Linked DNA regions of Mus musculus: regions 2, 3, 4, 5, 6 and 7 are each linked to region 1. The links are chromatin contacts, called in public Hi-C, HiChIP or PLAC-seq and promoter capture Hi-C maps. All regions are on one chromosome and are shown on one strand. The core of a region is the stretch at or near the end of the contact, and the rest is flanking DNA. Distances in the headings are between cores, read along the strand shown.

The links. Promoter capture Hi-C pulls out the DNA fragments that hold promoters and counts their contacts. Hi-C and Micro-C count contacts between places; a contact is called where the count stands out from the background. HiChIP or PLAC-seq counts read pairs in DNA pulled down with a chosen protein or histone mark.
Region 2: a contact with region 1 is called in a promoter capture Hi-C map of the 3T3-L1 cell line, with 49 times the contacts expected there. The contact joins the enhancer-like site here to the promoter of Adamts1 in region 1. A contact is called at or near these places in 10 of 39 promoter capture datasets (the 3T3-L1 cell line, 3T3-L1-derived adipocytes, the HPC-7 cell line and 5 more), 4 of 484 Hi-C or Micro-C datasets (the 3T3-L1 cell line, cerebral cortex, forebrain and 1 more), 5 of 115 datasets of contacts at active chromatin or transcription factors (bone marrow-derived macrophages, embryonic fibroblasts, fibro-adipogenic progenitors and 2 more) and 1 of 9 other capture datasets (embryonic stem cells).
Region 3: a Hi-C map of muscle stem cells shows a contact between it and region 1, with 3 times the contacts expected there. The contact joins the enhancer-like site here to the promoter of Adamts1 in region 1. A contact is called at or near these places in 10 of 39 promoter capture datasets (the 3T3-L1 cell line, 3T3-L1-derived adipocytes, the HPC-7 cell line and 5 more), 1 of 15 datasets of contacts at CTCF or cohesin (the NIH/3T3 cell line), 5 of 484 Hi-C or Micro-C datasets (the AML12 cell line, cerebral cortex, cortical glia and 2 more) and 14 of 115 datasets of contacts at active chromatin or transcription factors (astrocytes, bone marrow-derived macrophages, cardiomyocytes and 9 more).
Region 4: a contact with region 1 is called in a Hi-C map of muscle stem cells, with 5 times the contacts expected there. The contact joins the enhancer-like site here to the promoter of Adamts1 in region 1. A contact is called at or near these places in 1 of 39 promoter capture datasets (the 3T3-L1 cell line), 3 of 484 Hi-C or Micro-C datasets (adipose-derived mesenchymal stem cells and muscle stem cells) and 4 of 115 datasets of contacts at active chromatin or transcription factors (bone marrow-derived macrophages, cardiomyocytes, extraembryonic endoderm stem cells and 1 more).
Region 5: a contact with region 1 is called in a promoter capture Hi-C map of liver, with 10 times the contacts expected there. The contact joins the enhancer-like site here to the promoter of Adamts1 in region 1. A contact is called at or near these places in 8 of 39 promoter capture datasets (the SN4741 cell line, embryonic stem cells, hippocampal neurons and 3 more), 1 of 484 Hi-C or Micro-C datasets (liver) and 17 of 115 datasets of contacts at active chromatin or transcription factors (craniofacial prominence, differentiating embryonic stem cells, embryonic basal ganglia and 11 more).
Region 6: a contact with region 1 is called in a promoter capture Hi-C map of liver, with 8 times the contacts expected there. The contact joins the enhancer-like site here to the promoter of Adamts1 in region 1. A contact is called at or near these places in 13 of 39 promoter capture datasets (the 3T3-L1 cell line, 3T3-L1-derived adipocytes, the HPC-7 cell line and 5 more), 5 of 115 datasets of contacts at active chromatin or transcription factors (embryonic hindbrain, embryonic stem cells, fibro-adipogenic progenitors and 1 more) and 1 of 9 other capture datasets (pancreatic islet).
Region 7: an H3K27ac HiChIP or PLAC-seq map of stem cell-derived neural progenitor cells shows a contact between it and region 1, with 4 times the contacts expected there. The contact joins the enhancer-like site here to the promoter of Adamts1 in region 1. A contact is called at or near these places in 8 of 39 promoter capture datasets (the 3T3-L1 cell line, 3T3-L1-derived adipocytes, embryonic stem cells and 2 more), 1 of 15 datasets of contacts at CTCF or cohesin (the NIH/3T3 cell line), 1 of 484 Hi-C or Micro-C datasets (myocytes) and 6 of 115 datasets of contacts at active chromatin or transcription factors (embryonic fibroblasts, embryonic stem cells, fibro-adipogenic progenitors and 1 more).

Annotation. Positions count from the first base shown.
Region 1 is chr16:85,800,815-85,804,768 of GRCm38.p6, reverse strand. Adamts1 (a disintegrin-like and metallopeptidase (reprolysin type) with thrombospondin type 1 motif, 1) reads left to right here and starts at 1,656. Exons shown (of 9, transcript NM_009621.5): 1 at 1,656-2,791. The coding sequence starts at 2,059.
Region 2 is chr16:86,545,452-86,549,405 of GRCm38.p6, reverse strand. No RefSeq gene overlaps it. Among named protein-coding and RNA genes, the nearest start is that of Gm32461, 260 kb to the left of the region's middle. Within about 2 kb of position 1,630, at least 3 of the 459 cell types and tissues checked have an H3K27ac peak or open chromatin away from gene starts, as enhancers often do.
Region 3 is chr16:86,514,266-86,518,219 of GRCm38.p6, reverse strand. No RefSeq gene overlaps it. Among named protein-coding and RNA genes, the nearest start is that of Gm32357, 280 kb to the right of the region's middle. Within about 2 kb of position 1,824, at least 45 of the 459 cell types and tissues checked have an H3K27ac peak or open chromatin away from gene starts, as enhancers often do. A contact at or near this core is called in cortical glia, muscle stem cells, neural progenitor cells and 1 more, where this site is marked.
Region 4 is chr16:85,147,243-85,151,196 of GRCm38.p6, reverse strand. All of the region lies in intron 1 of App (amyloid beta (A4) precursor protein), which reads left to right. Among named protein-coding and RNA genes, the nearest start is that of App, 24 kb to the left of the region's middle. Within about 2 kb of position 2,301, at least 156 of the 459 cell types and tissues checked have an H3K27ac peak or open chromatin away from gene starts, as enhancers often do. A contact at or near this core is called in adipose-derived mesenchymal stem cells, bone marrow-derived macrophages, cardiomyocytes and 2 more, where this site is marked.
Region 5 is chr16:86,387,668-86,391,621 of GRCm38.p6, reverse strand. No RefSeq gene overlaps it. Among named protein-coding and RNA genes, the nearest start is that of Gm32357, 150 kb to the right of the region's middle. Within about 2 kb of position 2,096, at least 12 of the 459 cell types and tissues checked have an H3K27ac peak or open chromatin away from gene starts, as enhancers often do. A contact at or near this core is called in hepatocytes, kidney and liver, where this site is marked.
Region 6 is chr16:86,366,737-86,370,690 of GRCm38.p6, reverse strand. No RefSeq gene overlaps it. Among named protein-coding and RNA genes, the nearest start is that of Gm32357, 130 kb to the right of the region's middle. Within about 2 kb of position 2,015, at least 6 of the 459 cell types and tissues checked have an H3K27ac peak or open chromatin away from gene starts, as enhancers often do.
Region 7 is chr16:86,345,392-86,349,345 of GRCm38.p6, reverse strand. No RefSeq gene overlaps it. Among named protein-coding and RNA genes, the nearest start is that of Gm32357, 110 kb to the right of the region's middle. Within about 2 kb of position 1,690, at least 39 of the 459 cell types and tissues checked have an H3K27ac peak or open chromatin away from gene starts, as enhancers often do. A contact at or near this core is called in the NIH/3T3 cell line and embryonic fibroblasts, where this site is marked.

The sequences.
Region 1 (3,954 bases), core at 407-2,906:
GTCACTCCTCCTCCTCCTCCTCCTCCTCCTCCTCCTCCTCCTCCTCCTCGTCCTCCTCCTTCTTCTTCTTTTAATTCGATATTCCCTGGTGTGGGAAACAAAGTTTTTGTTTGTTTTCATGAAGACTATCTAGAACCCTGGGAAAGTGTCTGCCAGAAACCTTTGGAAGATTGCAAGGGACTGTCTGAGGCCCACAAATTTAGGAAGATCTGGGGAGGAGCAAAGGATTAACCAAGAGCCAACCGGAGCAGCAGTTGGGGGTGGGGCAGCAAGTCGGGAGCCCAGAACTGGGCAGGGCAGGGAGCAAGAGCTAGCTGGTGTGAGCGCGCGGGTCTGCCTGAGGACTTGGGCTGTGGTTCTCAAGCTTGTCCTAATGCCTTTCCGCCAGTGAGAGCATTGTGAACTATTTCCTTCCTCTGGGTCACAGAACCCCTCCCTCTTTCTCAGTTCAGGAGCCTCTCTCGACTTTTTCTTAGGGGCCGGGGTTGGAAGGGCTCAGCTTTTGTGACTTTCGTAACGCGGATGCTGCCTTTCCCTTCCCGGTAGGAAGCGGGGAGGGGGGGGGAGGGGAACTCGGTTTCCTTCCACCCCATCACCCAACCCTCCTTCCCCCCACACCGTTCCCCCCCGCCGCCGCTTTGGACTTGATACTGAAGTGGGGAATCTTAGATGCATCTGTCCGCCTGGCCTGCGGCCTGCAGCAGCTGCTGTTAAGATTTTGGAAGAACGCAGACTAGAAGGGAGTTGCTTCTCCAATGAAGAAGAGAAAGCAGAAATCCCTTTTTTTTTTTTTTTTTTTTTTTTTTTTGTCTCTAGGGAACTAAAGCTGGTTCCAGATAGACTATTCTGGAAAAAGCCAAGATACACACACACACACACACACACACACACACACACACATCGCCCCACCCCCACCCCCCACCCCAGAGGTCTCTAGGTAGGACTTGAGGAAACTGTTAAGGTCGTTCCACGTGGATTTTTAGAATCCAGAGTTGGAGAGGTGCTCTATGAACCACCACCACCACCACCACACACACACACACACACACACTCTCTCTCTCTCTCTCTCTCTCTCTCTCTTCCTCTCTCTTTCTTTTCTCTTCCTGAGAAGCGCAGAATCAACACTTTGCCCAAGAAAAGCTGGGGTAAAGAGAAGGACGCTTTAGCCATGGTGCCCATGGAAACGTAGACGAGACGGAAAAGTAGGGTGCTTTTTAAGAAAAGGCAGCTGTAGCTAATAGCCCACTTTGGGGCAGAAGAGGCTCTGACTAGGGGAGAAAAGGAATGTTGAGGAATCTTTTCAATTCGACCCTCTTTCTTGGAAACTGCAGCCCAGCCGGGGCACAGGAAGGGCGACAGGAAGCAGGGTGGTCCGGGAATCAGCAGCCGAGAGATGAAGTTAAAGGTTCACTCTTTTCCCCAGAGCAGCCAGCGCTGTACAAAGTGCTGGTCCCAGCGCTGTTTCGGCGTCTTACACCCCCAGAGTGACGAGCTGTGGCGTGAGGCCAGGGCGGAGGCTGCCCCCTCCCCCTTCAGGCCCCGAGGCGCAGAGCTCGGTTTAGCACCGACTGAGCTCAGGGGGCGGTGTCGCAGTGTTGGGGGAAGGAGGGGCTCCTATGTGGCTATAAAGGGGCGGCCGGGGCTGCCTGGTCCTTGCACTCGCTAGAAAGCAGCTCCGAGCTAGGTGCTATCGCAAGGCCAGAGCGCACAGCCCGGCGGAGAGAGCAGATCCTTGCTCAGATCGAGTCAAATCGGGGCCAAGGCGGAGGACGAAGAGTCCAGGCTCCTATTCTGGACTTGTTCCCCAGCTCCGGGGGCGCTTCTAGGTCCTGCAGCAGCCAGCAGTGCGGAGCCACCAACTCGGTGCTGGAATGAAAAAATTCCCGCGCGCCAGTGCAGAATCTTTCTAAGTGACCCGGAGCTTCGGGTGCTAGCTCTGCACGAACTTTCCCATCAAAGTGATCGTGAATTTTAAGCATCAGGAGCAGGCCAGCGAAGCTCTACGCGTCTAAACGTCTATCCAGACCAAGAGTTCTCTGCGGTGCAGGGTGCGGTGCCATGCAGCCAAAAGTCCCTTTGGGGTCACGCAAGCAGAAGCCCTGCTCCGACATGGGGGACGTCCAGCGGGCAGCGAGATCTCGGGGCTCTCTGTCCGCACACATGCTGTTGCTGCTCCTCGCTTCCATAACAATGCTGCTATGTGCGCGGGGCGCACACGGGCGCCCCACGGAGGAAGATGAGGAGCTGGTCCTGCCCTCGCTGGAGCGCGCCCCGGGCCACGATTCCACCACCACACGCCTTCGTCTGGACGCCTTTGGCCAGCAGCTACATCTGAAGTTGCAGCCGGACAGCGGTTTCTTGGCGCCTGGCTTCACCCTGCAGACTGTGGGGCGCAGTCCCGGGTCCGAGGCACAACATCTGGACCCCACCGGGGACCTGGCTCACTGCTTCTACTCTGGCACGGTGAACGGTGATCCCGGCTCTGCCGCAGCCCTCAGCCTCTGTGAAGGTGTGCGTGGTGCCTTCTACCTACAAGGAGAGGAGTTCTTCATTCAGCCAGCGCCTGGAGTGGCCACCGAGCGCCTGGCCCCTGCCGTGCCCGAGGAGGAGTCATCCGCACGGCCGCAGTTCCACATCCTGAGGCGAAGGCGGCGGGGCAGTGGCGGCGCCAAGTGCGGCGTCATGGACGACGAGACCCTGCCAACCAGCGACTCGCGACCCGAGAGCCAGAACACCCGGAACCAGTGGCCTGTGCGGGACCCCACGCCTCAGGACGCGGGAAAGCCATCAGGTATAAGAGTGACCCCCATCTCTCAGTCTTTACGAGGCGTGACTTGGGGTCACACTCCAGATCGCCTCTAAATGCGAATGACTCAGACTTGCAGTGAATTGAAGTTCTGGGTCGTGACCTTCCCGCTCCCCCCCCCAAAAAAAGTGTGACCATACTCTGCTAGAACACTTATTTGCCCGAATAGTTAATAATTTGAGAAAGAGAGAAAGAATCGGAGGTCCTGTAGATAAGGGCTAAGCGTTTCCTCCGCGAAGCCAATAACCCGACTCCTTACACTGAAGAATCTCTCTCCATCCCTTTAATGCCTTTAGTGAATGTATGAGTTCACTTTAACTAGGTTGTAGTTTCGCGCTGAGTTTTGTAACGTCAGTCCGTGTGAGCACGTAGCGCTCAAAGGAGGGCGGAGTAGAGGAGCCATGGTGACCTGGATGTGCGTTCAGGAGCCTGGGCAACGGCAGTGGTGATCTCATTTCTGTGGCCTTCCGTCTGTCCCCTTCCCCCATTTGAAAAGCTGACCCCGATGGCTGGTGGCTCCGTTGGGCCCCTCTGCAGAACCTGCTTGGGAGGTCTTTGCTTGGCTCGCCCCGCCTCCACGCGCCTCCTACCTCGGCCTCGTTGCTCGCACTCCCTCTCCCGGCAGAGGTTGGACTCCCCAGCGCTGAGGAATGTTAGCCTGGACTGATCCTCCCTGCTACACATTCGCCTGACTCTGCCGTGTTCAGTCCCTACCAGCCAGTTAGTTCTTTTTAATCATTCAAATTTCTTTTTGCCCTTTTCTAGATTTCTCCCTCTTTTCCGACTTGTCCCTAGGAGCTGGTATTCATATCCTACTTTACGATTTCTCTGACCGCTGAGTCTCAGCAGCCCGAAAAAGGCCATTTTCCAAATTGGCAACCCTGGTTTGAGAAAGGAACTTATTCCCCCCGGGGCACTGGGAGTGAGAGGAGGCAGGAACACACTGCTGGGCAGAGTGGGTGGTCCTAGTGCCCGGAACTGGATCAAGCAGAGAACCCCCTGGGACCCCTTGAATGAGAGAGCTGAGCCTTACAGACTGAGACTCCTCAAGCCCCACCCCTTGGCTGAGGCTCCCCGCCCTGCCCCATGCCTTCCACGTGGAGCTGGATGATCTCATTCGGGATTTCAGCCCTGGCTTCAATAGTGAA
Region 2 (3,954 bases), core at 381-2,880, 740 kb before region 1:
ATATAGTGGATTACATTAATGGATTTTCATATACTGAGCGAACTTTGTGTCCCTAGGATGAAGCCTATTTGATCATGGTGAATAATGGTTTTGATGTGTTCTTTAATTCATTTTGCTAGAATTTTACTGGCAATTTTAATATTGATATTCATATGTGAAATTGGTCTGAAGTTCTCTTTCTTTTTGGGTCTTTGTGTAGATTAGGTTTCAGAGTAATTGTGACTTCATTGAATGAATTAGATAGTGTTATGTCAAAGACTTCCAGGTCTGTACTGTTAAAAAAAAAAAAGTAACTAAAAAGCACACATAATATCTGAAATGTGGACCTAGATAAACAGAATTAGGAGGTCAACATTTTCAACGTGTACTTCTGAAAAGTTAAATTGGTATAAAATTTGGGGAAGTTTGTTATTGTGCTAACATCTCAGTCTATTGGTCAACTAATTTTTTATTTTAAATTTATCAAATAATAATGCTCTGAACTGCCCATACATTCATATTTTAAATATAGGAATAAAACCCATCAAGACGACTCATTCCTGAGATATTCTCAAAATACCAAAGTTTGAAACCCTGCCCAACATGTTAGGTGACATAGTCTGTACACTTCCTTTGTCTGTCACCTGAAACTGTCATCAGCACACAGTTAAATACCATCCATTCCTCCTACTAGATGTGTGAGTGAGTTCTAATTACATAACATACTTAAAATAAGATGGACCTGGAATGTGTGCATCCCCTCTTTATGTAGACTCATTTCCTTCCCTGATGGTGGTTCCATCATAATCAGTAAGACAAGAGGATGCAAGAAAATGAAAGTCAAGCCATAGTGAAAACTGCTGAGAAGATACTCTTCCTTGAGGACTACTATATGATGTGTATTTGGTAAGATTCCTGCTTTGATTGCCTATGGCTACTAAAGAAGATATGGAAGTAATGGAAAAAATGAAATTTCTATTTGTGCCTGTCTAGGGAGCATTTTCCAACTTCTCTTTAAAAGAATTCTAAGGTGCCCAGTCCTAAACACAGGAGGTTCTAATCTAGTGTGTATGGGTTGCAGCTTAGGAACATTACTGTGTAAATGTTCTCATTTCATCTTAAGAAAGGACAGTCCATTATCACTGCTCTGTGACTATTCGATCTTGTTTCTTTCTGTTAAAAGATTGATAGCCCTTGCTTAGAAAGACTAGGAGTGATTCCAAAAAATTTATTTTCATTTAGAAAGAGTCTGAGTCTATGTTGTTTTCTGGAATTAACCTAGATTTACAAGATAACTTGCCATTAACATCCATGTACCAATTTCTCTTTCCCAAGATATCTTTATAAAATATCAATAGTAACAATAATTAACTGGAAAAAGCTTTCACAAAGGCTTTTGGTCATTAAAACCCACTAATCATGTGCTTCACATTAGGAAAATCACAATTGCGTTTCCCTCAGGACTATCCTGAAGGCCTTCTATGTTATTGCTCTGAATGTATTTTTTGCAGCTTCTGGCAGGACATTCAGTTCCATTTGGTTGTTTACATCCAAATTAATTTATTATTACTAAATTATTATCAGTAAAGTCCATTTCGTTAGAGCTTGTGCTCATGAGACAATACCCATCTGCCTCCGATTTTGTGCCAGGAAGTAGGGAAGTGAAATACATTTTTGGCTGTAAGTTAACATTCATGTATTTAATTACATTCAAGTTCTTGTTTATTATGAAATATTTCATCTCTTCCTTACTTCTGTACTGTTTTGGGACTGACGTTTTCTTCATAGCCTCTGGGTCTGTTAAACATATGCCACAACATAAATACCAGTTCTATCTACAATATAACTACCTTATAAAAATACATACAAATGGCTATTACCCAGCATAGAAATTCTTATTACAGCAAAAAGAAGATGTCTAAATAAAGCTCTCCCCTTGTTTGTTTGTGTGAATATTTAGAACTATTTGTGGACATTGTTCCTAATTGATTAGATGACACTATATCAGAGATTAATATATTTTAGGAACAAAATGTATAGCATTATTTAGTTAAGTAATAAGGCTATGGTTGATTTAACATGATTTGCTTCATAAACCAGTCTAGTCCCAAGCTAACAAGTTGCACGGTTTAAGTATTAATAAATATGGACATGTTTTACATGTTAGTTTCTTTCCTTCTTTTTTTTTAATTCTCTTTTTGTCTGGAAACCCTTCTCTTGTGAATTTTGTGAGTTTTGGGAACTGCTCTGGGATATTTTGCTCAGACTTCCCATCTGCTGAGTCCACAGCATATGTGCCAAACTTGTTTCCTCTCAAAGTTTTCACATGTGTGTCAAAGAAAATGGAATCCTTATGTTTTTCATTTATTTACATTTACACTTTAACTCATCAGAAAGTGATTATGCAAGACTTTGTTGAATGCCAAGACACATTATAGGTTTCCAGAGTTCCACGGAAAGAGCCTGGTGGAGTGGGATATATCGTATTATGAGAAGATTCATTTATCTATTTTCAAACTATATTTGAACAAACAAAAATATGTTTCTCTTATTTACTAGAATATCCTGTAATTCATAATTAGCATTAATTTTAAATGGGTAATTAAGTATAGACTATCAACAGTTCTTGAATCTTTTATTTCTGAGGAATTCAAAACAATGTTCTCATCACCTTGGCTCTAATGATCTTGTGGTTTTAATTATTAAAATTAATTCATAAGAACTGCTGTACAAGATAATTATCGATGGAAACACATTTATCTCAGAGTCCTGTGAAGTAGATAGAGAAGACAAGGAGAATAAAATCCTTATTGTTATTTGAGAGAAACATTCTTCTGGTAGATCCAAGAACGTGGGGCAGAAGGAGTTCAGCAGAGGTAACTAAGGAGTCAAGAAAGTAAGATGGAACACCAAAACAGCTGGAACTACCTTTTAGAAAGTATCTTCCAAAAAGCAGAAGAAAAAGATACCATTTCTTTAAAGTCACAGATAACTTGATGAAAAAACCATATAAGAAGCCATTGAACCATTACAGATAGCAGAAATAAAAATAGCCAGTATGATCACATCAGAGAAGCAAATGGAAACAGAGAAAAAAATCAACAGTGCATGATAGCCCAGATGGTGTAACAAGTGTTTGTAACACACAAAATTAATTTTATAGCATGTGTCTGACCTGAGGTTAATATCCCAAAACTGATAACAAAATGAAATAACTCACTGCGTTACAAAGAAAGACATAAACATGGTCAAGGGAACAGAACTGATATTTTTACAAATAACATATAAACATGACTGAGTATACAAAAACATATTACAAATCTCTAATCAAACTTATAACAATAGATGTTAAAAATAGCTGTGAGACATACATCCAATTTCTTAAAATGGGTATTTCCAGTAAGGGGAGAGTCTACTGGCGAGGATATGGGAAACAAGGAGCTCTATTCCTTATTCATTTATGTTAATCTCAATTACTATTGAGAGTGACATAAAATGTAAAAGGTATTGTGCACAATTCATTCTTGTACCTGTATCCAAAATAACTTATTAAAAGAGCCAAGAGAAAACAGATATATTCTGATGCTCATTTTCTGTGGACTCAGGTTATCCTGGCAGAAAAAGCATTGCAGATAAGTGATGTGCATACTATGGCTGGCTAAGAAATAGAAATATGAGTGCCAGTACACAGGTCTTTTTCTAATTTTCCTTACACCCGTGGTCTATGTGATTATGAGACTACTTTCAAAGCTGGACCTTTTACCTCAGTTTCCCCCTCTAGAAATGCTCTCACAAGTACCAGTACAGTTGAGCCTCAATCTCCTAGGCACTTATATATCCAGTCAAATTGACAGTGAAAATATACCACTATAATTTAGAAAAGATTTATTAAGGATGTTCTTCATAATTTAAAACTAGAACTGTGAAATGATTGACACATGTCCATAGAAAATGGAATTAGGGTTATATTTATTG
Region 3 (3,954 bases), core at 575-3,074, 710 kb before region 1:
AAGAAGATTGATTCTAGATCCTCTTGCAGTCACAGGTTACAGGTAGAATCTTACCTAAGGGAGGGACTTTATGGGAAGGTCCTTATGCCTTCCATACTGGAATGTTACCTTGTTTGCTTGTGTACATGTCATGAACATATAGAGAAAGCCACTTTGAGTTCATGTCTGCAGCAACACAGAAAATATTGTTTCAGCGCATATGTCTAGTAATTATGCCTCTCACATTCCTTCATCCCACTTCCATGGTGAACCACGAGTCTTGTGGAAAGGTTGTGATATAGATCCTCCATTTCGAGCAGAGCCCCCAGACTTTTGTTATTCTCTGCATGTTGACCAGTCATGCTTCTCTGTTTTAGTTACCATCTACAGCAAATAGAAAATTTTCTGCATCAGGGTTGAAAGACACCCTAAGAACTTACAATTTTATTCTCTGTATCTGCATCTAGTTTGGGTGTAAGAATAACAGTGCCCTCACATTTGTATCTGTGATGAATGCTCTCCTATTTTTTAGGAAGCCACTAAAAACAACAAGTACTAATTCTTTTTTGAAATATATAAAAAATTCTACTGTAAAGACATCTATTTCTAAAGTTTTCTTTAGGCAAGCATTTGTTTTACTCATTGAAATAACTAAGTTAAAGGACAACCAAGGTGTTTATTACCTCTTCAATCATAGTGTGGCTTTCATATGTTCTTGGAATCTGTACATTGTATCTAGAGTATCTAATTTAATTGTTCAAAGGTATTCACACTATTTTCTTTAAAAAGAAAGGTTAATCAAATAAAATGTAAACTTTCAACTTTGTATTTTGAATAGAAAATAGCATTCTACTTACTCTTTATTCAGTTCGTTTTAATTGAACATTTTCCTATTTTTATGTCCTAATAGCCAAGTGCAATATGCAATACTAAATTTCATAATGCATGTTTTAGAAATTATTGTAAAAATTATGGCCACTTGGAGACATGTGAAAGTTTTATTTCTGGGAAATGATAAACATATTCTCACATTTCATGTTTATAAATTGACATCCATAAACTGTACACTATCCTGTGCCAATTTCTTGGTGGTCAAAGGGGAAATCTGCAGCTGAAGGCAGTTTATAACTGTCATATACTGTTTACTAAACCACGAAGATTATACTTGATCTGGGATTAACCTATTGAATAAATTCCCCATTTGATTATATGCTACAACTTCTTTATACACATTAACACAGTCAGGGTTCCAGTGTTTTATCATGTTGCACAACTCTCATTTGGAAGACCTACAATGAATTTTAATAAGTAATACATCAAAACTGTGACTGTAGGCTATGTTATTTAATTGTAGAAAACAAATCATAACATATTTTTCATGATGCTAACACAGCTACTTGTCTTAGAAATGTCAAAGCCACTCAATGTAGCTTTAAAATAGTGGCAAAACTTATAATGAAGTATGTAGATCTGTGCATATGCTTCTTCAGAAACCACCTGCCATGAGGGTGCAGCATTTAGATATTAACCTTCCTGAAATTATGACCCTTGCCCAATTGGAGGTTGTTTTTAAATCCTTAAAGTTGTTACCTGTACAAAAACTGTGACTCTCTGGGCTGTTCAAATTCAAGGGCACCGGCAAGTTTTCCACTCACTGACAATCACTGAACTGAGTTGAGGGCTCAGATTTTCTTCCCCTCTCATGTTTCTGTTATTTAAAGTAAGTCTAGGTGTCTGGAGTTGTGAGCTCAGATTGTATTCCTTTGTTACTGGAAATCCCCTCTTCAGAGCCCTTAGAACAAACCATTCAAATCCTGTACTGAGGGAGCACACTTCACAGAAAAGTATGACTTCATCCTGGCATGATTCGTCTTCAAATCAGGTCAGTGGTTTAGCTGTGAATGCCTGGATTGTTCTTGGGCACTGGATCAAATTAGACTTCCATTTATTTTAGGAAATTCATTACACCAATTATGATAGCCACAAAGGGATGCCTCATGACCGGGAAGTTAGAATTATAAGGAGGACAGTGATAGTCATTGTTCACTGTTCCATGAAAATTGATGTTCCGGTTGCTCATTAAAATATGATTATTTTTAATAAAAGAATTAGTATAGTGTAGATTGCAGATAAAAATAAGTATACCAAAACATAATCATAGACTATATACCTTCCTTATAGTTTAACATTAGTTATTTACTGAAGTCAAATCAGTGTATAGGAAAGGGAAAGTCCTCTGTCCTCTTGCTGTTATGTTTCTGCTTGCAAAGCCATACTCGTGCTTCAGTACTGTCAAATAGGGATTACAAATCTTGGCTTTTTATTCCAGTTTAGAAAATTCATATTAATACACTGTATATCTGAGTTTGGGAGAAAAGGCATCAGATTTAGATTTTTAAATGCTTATGTCTGACTCTTCTACCTTTTTAACTCTGACCAACTTTCTAAGTCCCTGAAAAGATTTACTCATAGACAAGTATGTAATATAGCCACCAATGCAATTATTGTATGCATTCATTCTCCGCAGCTAATTTTATGAGTCATCACGGCCAAGAAAAGATGGCGGATAACGTATTAGTAATTATGTCACACTTTTGGTCATGTAGACAACAAAGGGTATGGTTTTTTGTAAAGTTTCTTTCCCTTTGTTTTTATTCATTATTTCCTGATCACTTACCAGTCTGCATCTGAAAATGACACAGAAAGCTAAACAGTTTTCACTGAATGTTGGCGCTAGTGTCCTCCAAGTTCATAGCTTCTTATAACTGGAGTGTTACTTTTAGAGAGAAAGTTCAGTTATTTTGTGAAACAAAATCAAACCCACTAGTGAATTCACAGCATTGAAGAAGGTAGTTGGTGGCTAAAGATATTATTTCCTCTCATTTAAAAAAAGTTTTTAATTAGCAATTTTAGGGATTTTGTGCTCAACACATCAGTAACAGATCACAAGGAAGAAGAAAATAGTTAAGAGTTAGTCTGCTATGACTATTATATAAGATTACAGAGACCTTTGATACTTGGCTAGCAAAGTATTTAAGCAAGAGAGATTTATATGGAGATATAGATTTTTCTATTTGATTTCAGTGAAGATTGCTAAGTAGATTTCACTTACAGTAGGAAAACAGTAATTATATCAGACAAAGATAGGAAAATTTGTTGTCTTAGAAATATACAATTAAAACTCTGGGACCCGGTTCCTTTCATTGTGAAGCCTATATTAAAATCATCTTATTAAGGTCTATATGTCTTTAATAATGTTGCAAATGCAGCCATTAAATATATTAATAGTATTTAAGGACAACCAGCCTTTATTTTCTGAAATAAAAGAAAGTTAAATTTTTACTGAAGACAATAACATTGACAATGACATAATCATCAGACCATAGACAGTAGGTAAAGGGAAAAGCATTGAGTGTTTCTCTTCTGGCTAAAGATGATGTGTAAGCTTCCTCATTTGTAATGTGTAATTATAAGTGAGTCACTTAGAATAGTCACTGAGATTTCCAAAGCTTTTCCTATGACAAAGAATCTGTAGTTTCTATGGGTTGCATCTTCAAGTGATACTGGAAATACGGAAATTTGTTAAAACATATGGTATGATTATCCCAGAAAGTAACTGGCAGTCACATTCACATGCCAATATTCGACTAGAGTAACTTTTTTTTTAAATTGAAAAGCAGATTCTTATATCATTCAATATATCTCAATCACAGTCCCCCCTCCCTGCCCCTCTATTCCTCCCAGCTCTGCACTGCTTTTACATTCTCCTGGATTCACTCCGGACTCCTTCTCCCTTCAGAGAGGAGTAGACCTCTAAGAGACATCAACCCAAACACAATAAAACAAAAAATACTAAGGCAAAGCAATAGCCATCACACAGAAGTTGGATGGGGCAACCCTACAGGAGGGAAAGTGTCCGCAGAGCAGGCAAAACTTGTTAAGAGTATACAAAAAGACTAGTTTCACTTCTTTTTA
Region 4 (3,954 bases), core at 1,052-3,551, 650 kb after region 1:
ACAAGCCTTCTCTTCTCGCCATTGCTTTGCCCTGACCCTGCATGTGTCAGGCCCTATCATATGTTCGGCTGTGTGATCCTGTGACACCCACATCCTGTTGCTGGATCCAAGCGCTTTGAGGCTGTATTAACGCAGATTAATTGAACAGTTGCCCTGTGAAAACAGATGCCCTTCGCCGCTCGTTTCTAATAAATTGTCAAGCCATTTAAAAGACTTCCCCTTGAAGAAGTCATATCTCCCCGAGAAGCTGAAGCAAAAGTGGAATGTTTATGTCCCAAATTAGTGTGCTATATTTAAAACCAGTGGCCTCGGCCTGACCAGGACATAATCCTTCGCCGCTTAATGAAACTGCCATCCTGTCCCTCTGTATTATATAGTGAAGTTGGTTCTACTTTCTGTATTCCAAACCAGAAAGCCGTTGTAAAGAACTAGCCAGAATAAGACATTAGTCTTCAGCTATTTGATGTTTTCTTTATAAATTAAAATTATAACTGACTTTGAAATAGGAAGCTAAGCCTGGCCTCCCCTGAACCAAAAACTGAAATTTTAGTAACATTTTGCTTACGGGATATTGTAATAAAATGCTCTTTGCTTAAGATAAAGGTATTTGTCCAGTGACATTCTGAGTTACAGAAAATTGAGAATGTATTATAGATAATGTACTATGAAACCAGAAGAACATTCTCTCTAGTTGACAAAGATATGCACAATACAAAGATCCAGGTATTGATCTGATGCTGTTCAGAGATCGAGAAAGGCCGAGAGCAAATCCTATTTCAAAGTGCAATTCAAGTAAAATTAGATTCAGTGAGACTATATCATTTACCCACCCTTGTAGTAAATAATAAGGTAGAGGTGCGAGTCTAAGCTGTTACCTAAAGGAAGTGAAATGACCCAGAGAGATGAGCATCCCATGACCTCCCAAATGGAATCGAAGCAGTTGAACTTGCAAGAGTAGACACTAGATGCCAGTGGATGGGGTAAATGGGAGATGTTGTTCAAAGGGTAGGAATTCGCAGTTAGACATGGGTACATCATAGAGAGCTGGAGTATAGATATTGTCACTGTAGTTAATAATAAGTGTTATATTCTTGAAATAGGTTTTAAGTGTTCACACACATATAGAACAGTATGTGTGGTGATAGGTAACTTCATTAGTTAATTGTTATTTAATTACTTAAAATTATATATATGTGTATATATATATGTATGTATATATATGTGTGTGTATATATATATATATATATATATATATATATATATATATATATCAAAACATTATCTCGTGCATGTTGGATAAGATAACTTTTATTTGCTACTTCTTTTTCACAAACCCACCTTGCACTTCATTTGTAAAGAGAAGTGAAGTCCCTAACCTGGAGGGTTACAGTAAGAATATCGTGTAGGCTTCAGTAAGCATTTGTCATTACTGATGCTGCTGTAAGCCAGTGCTCATGACTGGCTCCTCTCCCCTTCCTCTGCCAGATGTTCTCAGTGGCTCTCTGTTGATGCATGCAGCTGTGTTTCTGAGGGACACCATGGAATGTCCTTAACCCTCTGTCTTCAGGATCAGTGTTTATCCCACAGTAAAAGAAACAAATCACCATCAAGGTTGCTTTGTAGCAACATACAAACCCCCAAAGCTCACATAATGACTATGTGACACCATATGAATGGACACCATAGCCACCATGTAACGGCTGATGACAGATACTTTCTCCCCGTTTTAGTAACACTCTGCTGCTTTTCTGTCCCATCAGAGTTCCATGTCTTTGTATTATGTGTTTATTAGATCCTAGGCATGATGTATGCAGTACTGGTTGCCATCAAAATAGATTGTAGAGTTTAATGGGAAGTCTAGGAGTTGACATCCGTACCCTACATAAAACCAACCAACCAACCTTTTAACCTTGCTGATTAGCTATCATTGAGTAATAGATTTCCCACCTGGACCACCACTTATACTCTACTAATTCTAATCCAGATTCTGTAGCTCTGTTGTCTGTCTAAATCTGAATTCTTTTCTCTTGACTCCATCTGTTTTGTCAGAGCCTAGTGTAGAAGCGGTGGACTTTGAGCCTTACATGGACCCAGGCCAACAGTTCTTCTCCCCACATCCGGAGACCAGGCTTTGCCTTTTACAAGAAGGAAACTGCCTCTCTGTTCCCAAGACAAAGCTCCCTCGACTATAGTTGCTGCATGTTTGGCTCAGAGGTTTGCACAGTCTATGTGTATAGGCAGGCCATGGCCTTGCTGGGCCTGCTGGAAGATGGCTAGCTCTCGCTGGCTAATAGTTGACTCACTCACCGTGGGATGGAAGCTCTGGCCTGGACCAGACTCTGGTCAGTGTCTGTTGATCTCAGGGAACATTCCACAGCTGCTGATGTAACTCAAATGACTGGAGCCAACTCTTCTGGACCGGTTAGAGGGCTTGCCTGGACCAGTTAGATGACTGGCTGTCACTCAGTTTATCTGGGGGAATTCTGTGAAGTGAGTGTTACTTTCAGTTCCTCCATGGTAAGGGGAACTTCTCTCCTCTTATCTTCTTTTTGCAAAGTGTGTTTTTTATAAAACCAAAGTAGCATCTTTGGGACTGTGGTGGTGCCCCGATTCCCGATTGGGAAGCCTTGGGAAGAGGCTGCAGAAGGATCCAGAGTTCAAAACAGACTCAGCTACAGATGTTCCAGGCCAGGCCAGGTGACATGAAACGGTGTCTCAAGAACCCTCAAAATAAAATCATCAAAAATAGAGATGGAGTTTATAAACGATGTGGCTACTATTTCATTTGGTACCCTATTCAACATGATCCTCACAGTGCTTATAACTCCTTTTGCTTGAACTTTTTTTTTTTCTCCTGAGCTGGGGCTCAGACCAGAGCCTTGTGTACTAAGTAAAAAGTACTGTACCAGTGAGAGCTATCCCAAGACTGAAATATCTTTTTATTGAGAGATTCCTCATGAAATGCATACTGAGGCTTTTGTTTGTTTGCTTGTTTTTCTAAATGTGATTGCAGAACCAGATAATTTGTGAGACTGCCCATGGTATGAAAAGATTAGTTTTCCTAGTCTGGGTGTGGGCCAAGACCTATTGTTGTTTCTGATGCAAACCCAAGACCAAGGACTGCGGTTGCAAACTTACTTATATGACTGCCATGTTCCTAAAAAAGATTTTTAGAAACTTAAATTAAAAAAGCTTCAAGCAGCCCAGGCACAGTGGGCACACCTGTCACCCCAGTACCTGGAAAGTCAAAATCAGGAGTTCCAGGTCATCCTCTGCTAGGTACAAAATTCCAGAGAACCCTGGGCTAGCTACCTGAGACTGTTTTAAAACCTGCAACAAACAAACACAAACAAACAAACAAACAAAAAACTCTCACATAAAAATTAGACCAATAGAATTAGGAAAACAGGCCACTAGATACCAACATACATTTTGTTACTAATTTTAAAACTATCCCTTAGATGCACAGAAGTACTTATCAGATAACTGCAGCTTAGGGGTCGCCCGAGTTTACTAGGAAGCCATCTGTTTATGGGACAAACATGTATCTGCTGTCATCAGGAAGGTCACTGGGGTAGCTGTGACTCAGATCCACTAAGGGAAGGGACAGAAATAGGACTCCTATCTTTTGTATCTCTGGGATGGTGACCAGAGAGGTTTATGTTGTTGCTATGTAGGCCCTTTTTAAAAACTCCAAGCTGTAAATACTGAATTTTAGAAGCACATCGTCATGGCTTTAGAAAAACAACGGTCTAGGATTTCCGAAGGAGCTTGTGGCTCCTGCAGCTATTCCTGATTTGGTGTTAAGTTTCTGTTCTTACCAGGTATCCTGACCTCCAGTGTGGGCTTCTTTCAGAACACTTCAATTAAAAATGTAATTATTAGTGTGGCATTCGTGAGAACATGCCCTGGTAGAGCTTTAGGGATGAGAAGACAACGTTTGAAAATTGATTG
Region 5 (3,954 bases), core at 847-3,346, 590 kb before region 1:
AGAGACCCAGCATATTTCCCCTCCTCTCATGCTAAAATATAAATGGATATTTCCACTGTTTCAGTATCTTGTGTGCAGCCATTTCTAGGTGAGAATATTTTGTAGAAGACTTCATGACTTTTTATGCCTCTTGTATTCTTTCCACTGTCTCTTCAGTGATGTTCTCTGAGCCATTGATGCTGGAGCTCAACATGGATTTGTTGTGGAGTAGTTCCCTATAATCTGTTCTTCTCTGCATTGCTCTTATGTTCTTCATTTTCTATAGAGAGATGCTATGCTATATAAAGGCATACTTTATAAAGTCTATTTTTGTAGCCATTTGTTACCTCTCAGAGGTTCAGGGTAAGCTCCTATTTCATCACACACTTAGAATACAGGACCTGGATGATTTGAACTAGACCTAACTCCTTTGTTTCAGCATAGCTTATGTGATTTCAAAAATAATACTATGCACGGTATCAAAGGGAAAAGGTTTTTCCCAGCTGTAATACCTACAGTCCATGACAATGCCCAACATATCAATATATAGTGGCTGGTTTTGTCTGTCTACTTGACACAAGGTGGAATTATCACAGAGAATGAAGCTTCCCTTGAGGAAATGCCTCCATGAGATCCAGCTGTAAGGCATTTTCTCAATTGGTGATCAAGGATGGGAGGACTCATTGTAGGTGGTGCCATCCTTGGGCTGGTAGTCCTGGGTTCTATAAGAAAGCAAGCTAAGCAAGCCAGGTGCATGCAAACCAGAAAAGAACATCCCTCCATGGCCTCTGCATCAGCTCCTGCCTCCAGGTTCCTGCCCTTTGTGAGTTCCTGTCCTGGCTTCCTTTGTTGATGAACAGCAATGTGGAAATGTAAGCTGAATAAACCCTTTTCTCTCCAACTTGCTCCTTGGTCATGATATTTTGTGCAGGAATAGAAAACTCTAAGTCACAAGATATTCTTAAATGTGCAATAAATGGCTCTCATATGTTGGTGGGAACAAACAGCTGTCTAATTAGATTTAAAGCTCAGTCAACAGGAGGGCAATCATGTATGTTAGTGTAAACCTAACCAGTGTCATAGGTGATAGGCCCTAGAAAAGAATCATTTTCTTCCACTTTGTTAAACCAGAAAAATTCCTTTCTACATTCCAAATCTTATGCTTACACTCAATTATTGTCCTCAGAAATGAGAACCTATTTTATTTTTTCAATTATAGAAGCTTGAAAGTCTCACAGTGTTTCAGAAAACATCCCTTCAGTAAAACATCTTCTGTCTATTAGTACATATACCTAACCTCATGTGTACATCCATAGCACAGTATTGGAAAGGCAGGATGAACCTTGTAGACACTCATCACTTAAGTAACTAGTTAAACCAGAATTGTTTTAAGGTGATATGATATAGGTGGACAGTTTTATTAATAGAAAAAAAAAGAACAGTGAATATATTTCTTAATGTTATCAGCATTGTTTGAAAATAACAGATTTAGTTGCTCCAACTTAAGGCTTATTTTATTTAGACCCAGGAATTTGGATTGGACCCACTCAACATAGCTTTCATTGAAGAAGGACAAATTTTATCAGACCATGGTAAATCTTCCCTTGATTCACAGACAGAATTTCTTAGAATTGGAGTACTAGTTGGGACAAACTTTAGCATTGTACTATACAAGATCCTTGGCTCTAGAGAATTAGTCCACATTTTCATTGAAACTAATGGGAAAAAAAATAGGAGCATTCTTTATTGTGATGTAGGTCAGAGAACAGAAAAGAAAGTAGAATATCTGTGACATTTGGGGGAAAATAAAGAAACTTGAAGTAAAGGTAACTAAATCTTCAATGTAAAATATTCAGGAACTTGCTTGATCAAAAGCCCTTTCCTCTGTATAAGGGCTTTATTCAATTGTTTTACTGTATGCTGGTTTGTTTGCTATTTTTGTTGTCGTTCATGTGCATGATTATTATGGCTGAATGTATGTTTGTGCTCCATGTGCATGTCTTGGGCATAATGAGGCCAGAAGATGTCAAATGATAGCCTGGAACTGGAGTTATAACAACTTGTGAACCTTCATGTAGGTGATCGACTGTGAGTCCAAGCCCTCTGGAAAAACAGCCAGTGCTCCTAACTGCTGTGTCATCTCTCCACCCCTCAGTTTCTGTTTTATTGACATTTGATTGTGCCAGAGCATGCATGCTTAAAGTATGAAATTTTGAATTGTCTTTATTTGAAATAGTGAACAAATTCACATTATAATACTGGTTCATCTAAATTCTCTGAATTTTGCAGACTCTTTAATCAGACACTGGATTCACATTTAAAATATTCCTCCACTTGTTCAGCACATTGCAAAGAGACTTTAGCCCACGGACTTTGAAATACTCCATGAGGCAGCAAAGAGAGATGGCTCACTTCCAGGCTGAGGAATGTGAGATTATCAGATAGGGCAAACACTGTTTATTTGCATATTTCTACATAGTCCAAAGTCCAAGGATGTTAGTATGAATTAATATGCATTATTCTAGAATATTACCAGCACATCTACCATGTAGTCAATATTGTTTCTGTATTAAACTACACTGAGGTTTTATTTATCTTATTAAGCATTTCAATAGTTAGAATTCCTCAAACAACTCAAAATATATGTCTACCTAATATCAACGTTCACACTTTCCCAAGGAGTAGCTAGAATATGCTTTCTCAACAGCTTTAAAATTTTTCTTTTATTATTGAATATTTTATTTACTTATATTTCAAATGTTATCCCTTTTCCTGGTTTCCTCTCTACAAACCGCTTATCTCATTCCCACCCACTTCTTCTATGAGGGTGCTCCCCCACCTATCTACTCCCACCTCACCGCCCTAACATTCTCCTATACTGGGGCATCCAGACAAAGGGCCTCTCCTCACATTGATGCCACATAAGGCTATTGTCTGCTACATATGCAGCTGGAGCCATGGGTCCCTCCATGTGTACTTGTTGGCTGGTGATTTAGTCCCTGGGAGCTCTGGGATTGGTTGATATTGTTGTTCTTCTTATGGGGTTGCAAACCTCTTCAGCTCCTTCAGTCCTTTTGGAATGAAATCTCATTTAGAAAATATTTTCTAAGTGAGATTTCATTCCATGAACATCAGTTAGCCTTTATGTAACTATTTGTCCATTTCTGATGGTTACATTTCCGAAGTTTTTCTTAATGTTATGATAGCAATAAATTTATTTCAACAACTCATGATGACATTAACTATATCTATGTAACACTCCCCAAAGTTCATTTTTAATTAAGATTCTTCAGGAATTAGATAATTGAGCATGAGCTCATATTATGGACAGCTTCCAAGAAGTAACAATAGTTATGTTAGTGAAGTCTGTTACCTAGTAACAAGAGCACCATAGCATGTCCATAATATTTTACTAACAAATCAAAATTGTCCCAAAGTTCTCACAGGCAAGAACATGATAAAAATTTCAGAAAGTGGTAACTTCCTCATGGTTAATGGTTTTTAAATTTGTCTCCTTGTTTCTCTTGCAAATACTACCTTGGTTTTTGTTTGTTTGTTTGTTTGTTTGTTTTTCTACTTCATCCTGGAAACTGCTTTCATAAGAAAATGTAAGCGAAATAGATGGAATCAATACCACTGAACTAATCTGTGATTGTACAACTGGAGTCTACAATAGGAGTGTGAGGTTTCTGAAACAAGAAGGTGCTAAATAAGTATAAGAAAATAACTCTAAGTCAGTAAAATCATCTATGATAGAGTAATAAACAAGTTTGAGAAAGAGAAACAAAAACAGGTCACAGGATCTGAAGGGGTCCAACATATGTGTAACTGGGAAAAGGAAAGAAGTGAGAACAATGTGTTTGTTAATGTAAAATGATAAGCTGTGGCTTGAGGTTTCAGGGTCTTCCATTGTCTCCCCTGTTAATGGTTCAGTCCCCAGTTAGTGACTAATCTAGAAGACCGGGTTAACTGTGG
Region 6 (3,954 bases), core at 766-3,265, 570 kb before region 1:
TAGGGCAAGAGAAAGGCTAGAAATATGTAGCAGTGGGGGTGTGTGAAAATTTTGGGGAATCACTAGAAAGTCACTGTCTCCAGTGATGCGAGAGGTTCCCTGGATCCAATGATGATGACATTAATCAAGATACTGAACAGAGGGGAGATAGAACCTGTTGAGACCACCTCCAGTACATAGACATGGCCCTCAGTTGAGGGAAGGGGCCACCCACCCATCTCAAAATTTTTAATCCATAATTGTTTCTTTCGAAAGAAAGATTGTCCCACCTAGGGATCCATTCCATCTGCAGACACCAACCCAGACATTATTGCTGATGCCAAGATGTGCTTGCACACAGGAGCCTGGAATGGCTGTCCTCTGAAAGGCTCTTCCAGCACCTGACTAAGACAGATGTAGATATTCACAGCCAATCATTGAACTGACCATGGGGACCCCAGTGAAAGAGTTAGGGGAAGGACTGAAGGAGCTGAAGAAGATTGCAACCTCATGGAAGAACAACAGTATTGTCTTAGTCAGGGTTTCTATTCCTGAACAAAACATTATGACCAAGAAGCAAGTTGGGGAGGAAAGGGTTTATTCAGCTTACGTTTCCACACTGCTGTTCATCACTGAAAGAAGTCAGGACTGGAGCTCAAGCAGATCAGGGAACAGTAGCTGATGCAGAGGTCATGGAGGGATGTTCTTTACTGGCTTGCTTCCCCTGGCTTGCTCAGCTTGCTTTCTTATAAAACTAAGACTACCAGCCCAGAGATGGCAGCACCCACAAGGGGACCTCCTCCTTGATCAGTAATTGAGAGAATGCCTTACAGCTGGATCTTGTGGAGGCATTTCCCCAACTGAAGCTCCTTTCTCTGTGATAACTCCAGCTGTGTCAAGTTGACACAAAACTAGCCTGTACAATTATCAACTAACTGGAGCCCTTAGAATTCCCAGGGACTAAAACACTAACCAAAGACTATACAGAGGCTGGTCTGTGACTCCTGCTATATATGTAGCAGAGGATTGTCTTATCTGACATCAGTGGGACATGAGGCACTTGGTCCTGTGAAGGCTTGATGCCCCAGATTAGTGGTATGCTAGAAGTTGAGGTGGGAATGGTAAAGTAGGTGGGGGAGCACCCTCTTAGAGGCAAAAGGGAGGGGAACAGGGTAGGGTTTGTGGAGGGGAGACCAGAAAGGGGGTAAGAGGACAACACTTGAAATATAAATAAATAAAATAATTAATAAAAAAGAAACCAAAGAAAAACATTATGATAATTATTAAAAAAGAAACACAATGGTCCATGAATTTTTCAAATTCAGAGTATGTTAGCTTATTTGGAGGAAGGCAGAGGAATGTGAGGAAGTGATTATAATTATAATCTAGGAAATAAAAGGAATAATATTTCAAAAGTAAAATAAAATGAGCAGTTAGTTTTACTCAATTTGTTTTAGTAATGGACAGGCAGGAGGGATATTAGCTGTGGTGGGAAAGCCTCTTTCCAGAGCATCCTGCATCCTGTGAGGCATCATGGAAAGAATGAGGAAGACTTACTGACAAAACTGCACCACAGAAAACCTGTGTACAGAACCGAACGCTTGACATTGGAAAAGTTAATTGGAGACTAGAAATAAAAATTGACCGGGAGAGGTATAACCGTTTTCTTCCTCTGATCTATATAATTTTTTTGAGTTAAATTAATGATTTTGGATTTAGGAAAAGTAAATTCGTATTGATCTTCAACTGTGATTTCAATATGGCTGACATCATTTGCAATAGGAGAAATCTTTAAGATATTCTTATCTGCCATTTTTGAAAGCTGCAGTTTCCAGATACAAATAAGAAACTACTGGATACTGAGCTGTATTTGAAGTGTTGCCTTTATTAAAAAGACTTTGGCCATGTAGGGTAAAATCAGCCTAGACTGTTTTCTAATCCATAAAAGAGTTCTGTTTACAGCGTAAGTATGCCCTGCCTATGAACTTCCCTCCTCCAAATCATAAATTTTCCCAGAATCTGACACTTAATGGAAAGCGCAAATGTAATGACAAAGGCAGGCTTCCAAAGTCACATGAAAGCACTTTCCAAGTAGAATAAACAACACATGACCCGTGGGCACGGGGTCTGAGTCACACGTAATTTTTTAACTTTATGTGGAAAGCAGGATTCAGAGGTTACTTTTGAATTTATTTATCATATTGGGTGTTTTGGAAAGAATGGATTGCCAGTAAAAATTTTAAAAAGCAAGCTTACTAGTAAAATGTATTCATCTATTAAATGTATGGATGAAATATTTGTGGATTAGAGAAAGCCAAAGTTCTTAAATACAACTAACTCACTTGACATAGCATATTTCATACAAATAGATCTATTTGGTCATGAACTTAGTCCCTATTACCTTGTGACTTCATAGCTATACCCATATCTCAGAGGTGGCACCACACTTACCATATTTTTAGCTCTATCTATGTGAGTAACAAAGAGATCAGGCCCTAATTCTCAGATATTACTGACCAACCCCACCACAAACCAGTCCCTACCTGAGGACTATTTCGAGAGCCATGATCTCCTACCAACCAACTTTTGAGGACCTACAGCATAATTCTGCTGGCCTTATAGGGGAGTTCAGTACTGTTTCCAGTGGCTTCATTTAGTCCCATACTCAAAGACAGAAGTATTAACAAAGGGACTCTGGCTAGCTCATGTGTGCTGCTCATGGATCAGACAGGCTTTGCCCTGCTCCATGGACCATTTAGAAACTGCCATATCTGGGGATCCATCCCATAATCAGCCTCCAAATGCTGACACCATTGCATACACTAGCAAGATTTTGCTGAAAGGACCCAGATATGGCTGTCTCTTATGAGACTATGCTGGGGCCTGGCAAACACAGAAGTGGATGCTCACAGTCAGCTATTGGATGGATCACAGAGCCCCCAGTGGAGGAGCTAGAGAAAGTACCCAAGGAGCTGAAGGGATCTGCAACCCTATAGGTGGAACAACAATATGAACTAACCAGTACCCCCCAGAGCTTGTGTCTCTAGCTGCATATGTATCAGAAGATGGCCTAGTTGGCCATCAGTGGAAAGAGAGGCCCATTGGTCTTGCAAACTTTATATGCCTAAGTACAGGGGAACACCAGGGCCAAGAAATGGGAGTGGGGGTGGGGGGGGAGAAAAGGGGGGGTATGGGGAACTTTTGGGATTGCATTGGAAATGTAAATGAAGGAAATACCTAATAAAAAAATTTTCCAAATGTAAGGAAAAGGTGCCTTTTAAGGCGCTAGAGGCATCTATAGAACTAAATAGACAGGACCAAACAAAAGCTTCCTTATTCAGGAATCAAATATCAAATATACAGAGCACACAAAAAAATTGAAATCTGCAAGAGGAAAAAACAATGTTACATATAAAGGCAGGTTTGTTGGAATAACAGCTAAATTTTAAATGGATAATTTAAAAACTAGAAGGGCTTACACAAGTTCTTAAACATTGCAGATATCAGCCTAGACAATTACACCCAGCAGAACTATGGGATGTAATTGAAGGAGAAAACAAAAGTAAAGCAAACAAATAATTGTATTGCACCAAAACTTTGTGCGTGTGCGTACCTGCATGTGTGTGTTTACTTAAATGAACACATACACATGCGCATCATCAGATGAAAGAATGAGTGAGATGTGACATGCATACACACAATAGCATCCTCTGGCATGAAGATGATATTTCATTTGAGAAAAAAGAATGAAACTGGATGTCTTTATATTAAGTTAAATTATACAAATAAGGAAAGATATATTTTAGGTGATTTCTTGGTATATGAGTGTGTGGGGGTGAATGCACATGTGTGCAGTGAATACACATGTATATTTGTGACACACAAGTAGAATGTTGTCTGTGAAGCACAAGAAAAGATTCTATAGGATGTAAAAGGGGATGATTATGAGAGAAAGAAAACAAAATATTTCTTGTG
Region 7 (3,954 bases), core at 441-2,940, 540 kb before region 1:
GATTGGTAGGTAATCAACTCCTGAGCTCTTCTTCCTGTTTCTGTCTCCTGAGAACGATGATTCCCAAGCAAAACACTGAGATGCTCTATTTTAGATGGTCTTTAAGATGGAACGGGGTATCCTTGCTTGCAAGACATTACTTCATAAATCTTTCCAGCCTATGAACAACATATGCTTTTTACTTCTTATTGTTTGGCAGTTTCATACAATTTTGACACTAAATATGAGTCACTGTCACAACTCTTTTTCTCTCTTACTCTCTCTTATCCTTCTTCTTTTATGAATTCTATGGTTGACTAGCCCCTTGTATTTTGTATCTTATTTCTGTAAATAGCATATTAAGTTTAACGCATTCCTCATCCAAGTAGGTTTTATGATGGAGAAAAGTCAGTATATCTGTGACTTCAATACTGAAGAATATCGCATGATCCTGATTCAGCTATATCACTCCTGGACATATAGTCTAATGACTCCATATCCTAAATCAGAAATACCTACCTGTAATGCTCACTGGAGGTTCTGGTCACAACAAGGTGACTGTCAAACCAACTGAGATGGACACCAGCTGGAGAACAAATGAAGAAAAATGTGGTGCACATACAAAATGGAGTTGAATTTAACAGTAAAACAGATCGAAGGTTGTAAGAAAATGCATGGACCTAGAAAATAGTACCTTGTGTGAGTTGACCCAGGGCTGAAAAGACAAATGCTGTGTTTTATATTTTATCATTGGATCCTGGTTACATTTTTTTTCCAGAGGCATGCTTAGCATTATGTGCCAATTAAATCTAAGAAGATAAAACATACACAAGGGAAGAGGGAAAAAAAAAACACATTCCATACATGATAATGGAGACTAGGAATGTTGGGTCTAGAGTGATCTCAGTATGGGTGGAAGGAAAGGATGCATAAAACGGAGTTCTAACAAAATCTACGTATATAAGCAAAAGACATAGTAAGCCTGCTAATCATAAGATTGTTATGAAATATAATATAATCTAGTTTGAGTGAAGGAAGGTAACTTTCATGAACGGGTAAATAGCATTGACTTCAATATAAATGTTACCCTTTCAAAGACTCCATTGTGCTCTGGTATGAAGATGTGTCATTAAAAATGTGTCACAGAGTAAGAGTGTCGCTGTTGAGTGACTCACAATTACGTGCTCTGAAGAGGAGTCAAGGCACTCTCAATCAACGCATCCAAAAATTTACCTTGACTTTTTATGTGAACTAAGGATGTGTAAAACACCTTGTAACTAGTTTTTCTCTCGTAAAAGTGTCAGGTGAGTCCTAACCAGCAGTGTCCTGTGAAATAATGTAATAAGGAGAGTCTCTCTATATGAAACACATGCATGTGATTCAGAGAACAGTCATATTTTCCATAGTGGATGCTATGAGCTTTTTAACAATATCACAGAAACTCTGAGTCACTTCCGAAGTATTTAGTTTCACTTATATTAGAATCTTTGTGTGCGACTTTAAGGAATTTCAGTGACCTCTCTACTCTTTCCACGTCCCAACTTTTTGTCTTCTATTCACATAGTAAAGTATTTCCTCTAATCCCTATCTTCTATTAATGCATTGTGTATTATTTTAATGATTTCTAGTGTTTTGAGTAGTCTGAAGCAAGACAGGATCCTCAGTTGCATTTGCTGAATGGGTTTATTGTATTTTCAAAATATTTCAAGCTCTACTGTAGCTTTGACACTGCCCAGTGCTATTTTAACATAGACTCACCATTACAGTTGAATCATTACTGGCAATCCTGATTTTTATTTTTACATTTTAAGCTACTGGAGATGTTTGAATTTCACTTTTATTATTTAGAAATGAAATTAAGTTATTGGTTTGACTTCCATTTTTGGATGTATTATTTAGGGGTTACTGAAAAGAAGTATTTATGTTTGTCAATTATTTATTACTATATTTTTTTTAAAAAAATGTTTGACCCAGTCATGAATTCTGCTTTTCATATTAATTTAAAAACTTTATTACTCTCCCTGTTTTCATCTGTGAAACAGAGTCTCTCCAATTTTGTTCCAGAGGATGAATATTATTACAGTCAAAATTGCATTCCTTTTGTCAACAGGTCATTTCTCATTGACTACCCAAGTGTGGAGGAGATGGGACATAAAACGCAAAATACTTAACCTTGTGTTACTGATTCAACAGTGGCACTGGAGCAAGACAACTCTGGAAGTCGTTCCTGAAACATTACCTCATCTTTACAATAATGATTCATGACTAAAGAAGTCTCAAGATTTCACAAGTAAAAGATGTCACAGAAACGTGGTAGGAGTGAAGGGGTGGATAAGAAAGGGGAGAGAGAAACAGCACAGCATGAGGAATAAGCAGGTATGTTAGCCCTAGCCTGTGTCTGCTGTCACATTGTTCTTTTTTTTTTCATATTTTATTAGGTATTTAGCTCATTTACATTTCCAATGCTATACCAAAAGTCCCCCATATACCCTTATTTCTGGTTTTAGAAGCTTACACTAAAGGCATGGAAAACAACTCTCTCTCTCTCTCTCTCTCTCTCTCTCTCTCTCTCTCTCTCTTTCTCTCTCTCTTTCTGTCTCTCTCTCTTTCTTTCACCTGCACACAGACACACACACACAGACACACACACACACACACTTGCACACACATGTATCTTACATTAATTTTTGTTGAGCTATATGGAGAAACTACTAAATATCCCTGATTTCATATATATATTTATATATGTGTGTGTGTGTGTTTGTGTGTGTGTGTTAGGCAAATTTATCTGATCAACATTTATTCTAGAAAATGTAGGTCTTTATACTAGAATGAGGCAAACCTAAAGATGTAGCTCAGTTCATAGATTGTTTTAGTAGCATAAGGAACCCCACTCTTCAATCCTCAGCACCATATAAGTCAGACATGATGCTGCATCTCTGTAATAGCAGCACTTGGGAGGTGTAGGCCAGGAGACAAGTTTAAGGTTATCCTGAGATACATAGTGAATTTGAGCGCATTATTTTCTCTCTCTCTCTCTCTCTCTCTCTCTCTCTCTCTCTCTCTCTCTCTCTCAATCTGCTATGATTTTGTATTTTTCTGGTCTTTGAGAGAGAGACATAGAGTGAAACATAAAGCTAGATGAGAAAGGAAGTAGAGAGGATCTGGGAGGAGACCAGAGAGGGTAACTGATATGATGAAAGCATATTATATCATAATAGTAAGTTAAATAAAATTAATACATAAAGAACTTCATTTATATGTAAAATATTAATATGTAAAATTTCAAAAATTACTTATTAAGTCCTTAAGACATGATTCAGGAAACACGACTGTATAGTTTTTACAAAGATACCAGATTATATACTTTTTTTTCCCTTGCAAAAAAGAAACTGCATCAAAATTGCTTTAAAACCCCTCATTTGAAAGCTTCAGAAGAAGCTTTTGAATAAAAATATATAGGGAGCTCTCCATTACACCTTTATGACTGTGAAGGTTAAAGAAAGCTCCATGGCCTATGGGTTTTAAGGTAGTTTTCTCATCCTAGCAAAGGTGGGTAAGAGCTAGATGCTACATTTGTCAGATAGAAGGCACACAGCTGGGAGTAAAACATTATTCATACACTTGAGGTTCTGTATCCATTGCTCAATGACATCAGGATTTGTGCTTGTGCAATTGTGTTGGTTTGTTGATATTTTCCTGTGTAGGAGATGTTTTGATTCTATAACGAAATAGCCCAGGTGTTTAGAGTCTTCCTTACATAGTTAGGCAAGCCAGTGTACCTTAAATTTAGAAAATCTCCTTGCAATCATTAAACAGGAGCAACAGCCTCTTATTTCGTTGGTGATGACTTACCGCCTCTGCACAGTCCAGTGAAAAAACTAGGGATCTAGAAACTGTCTGCAATCACAAAAGGCTGAGCTCTATAAACTGTAGCAGCATACAATAACCTAGAAAAGGAGTATTTTATTTGCA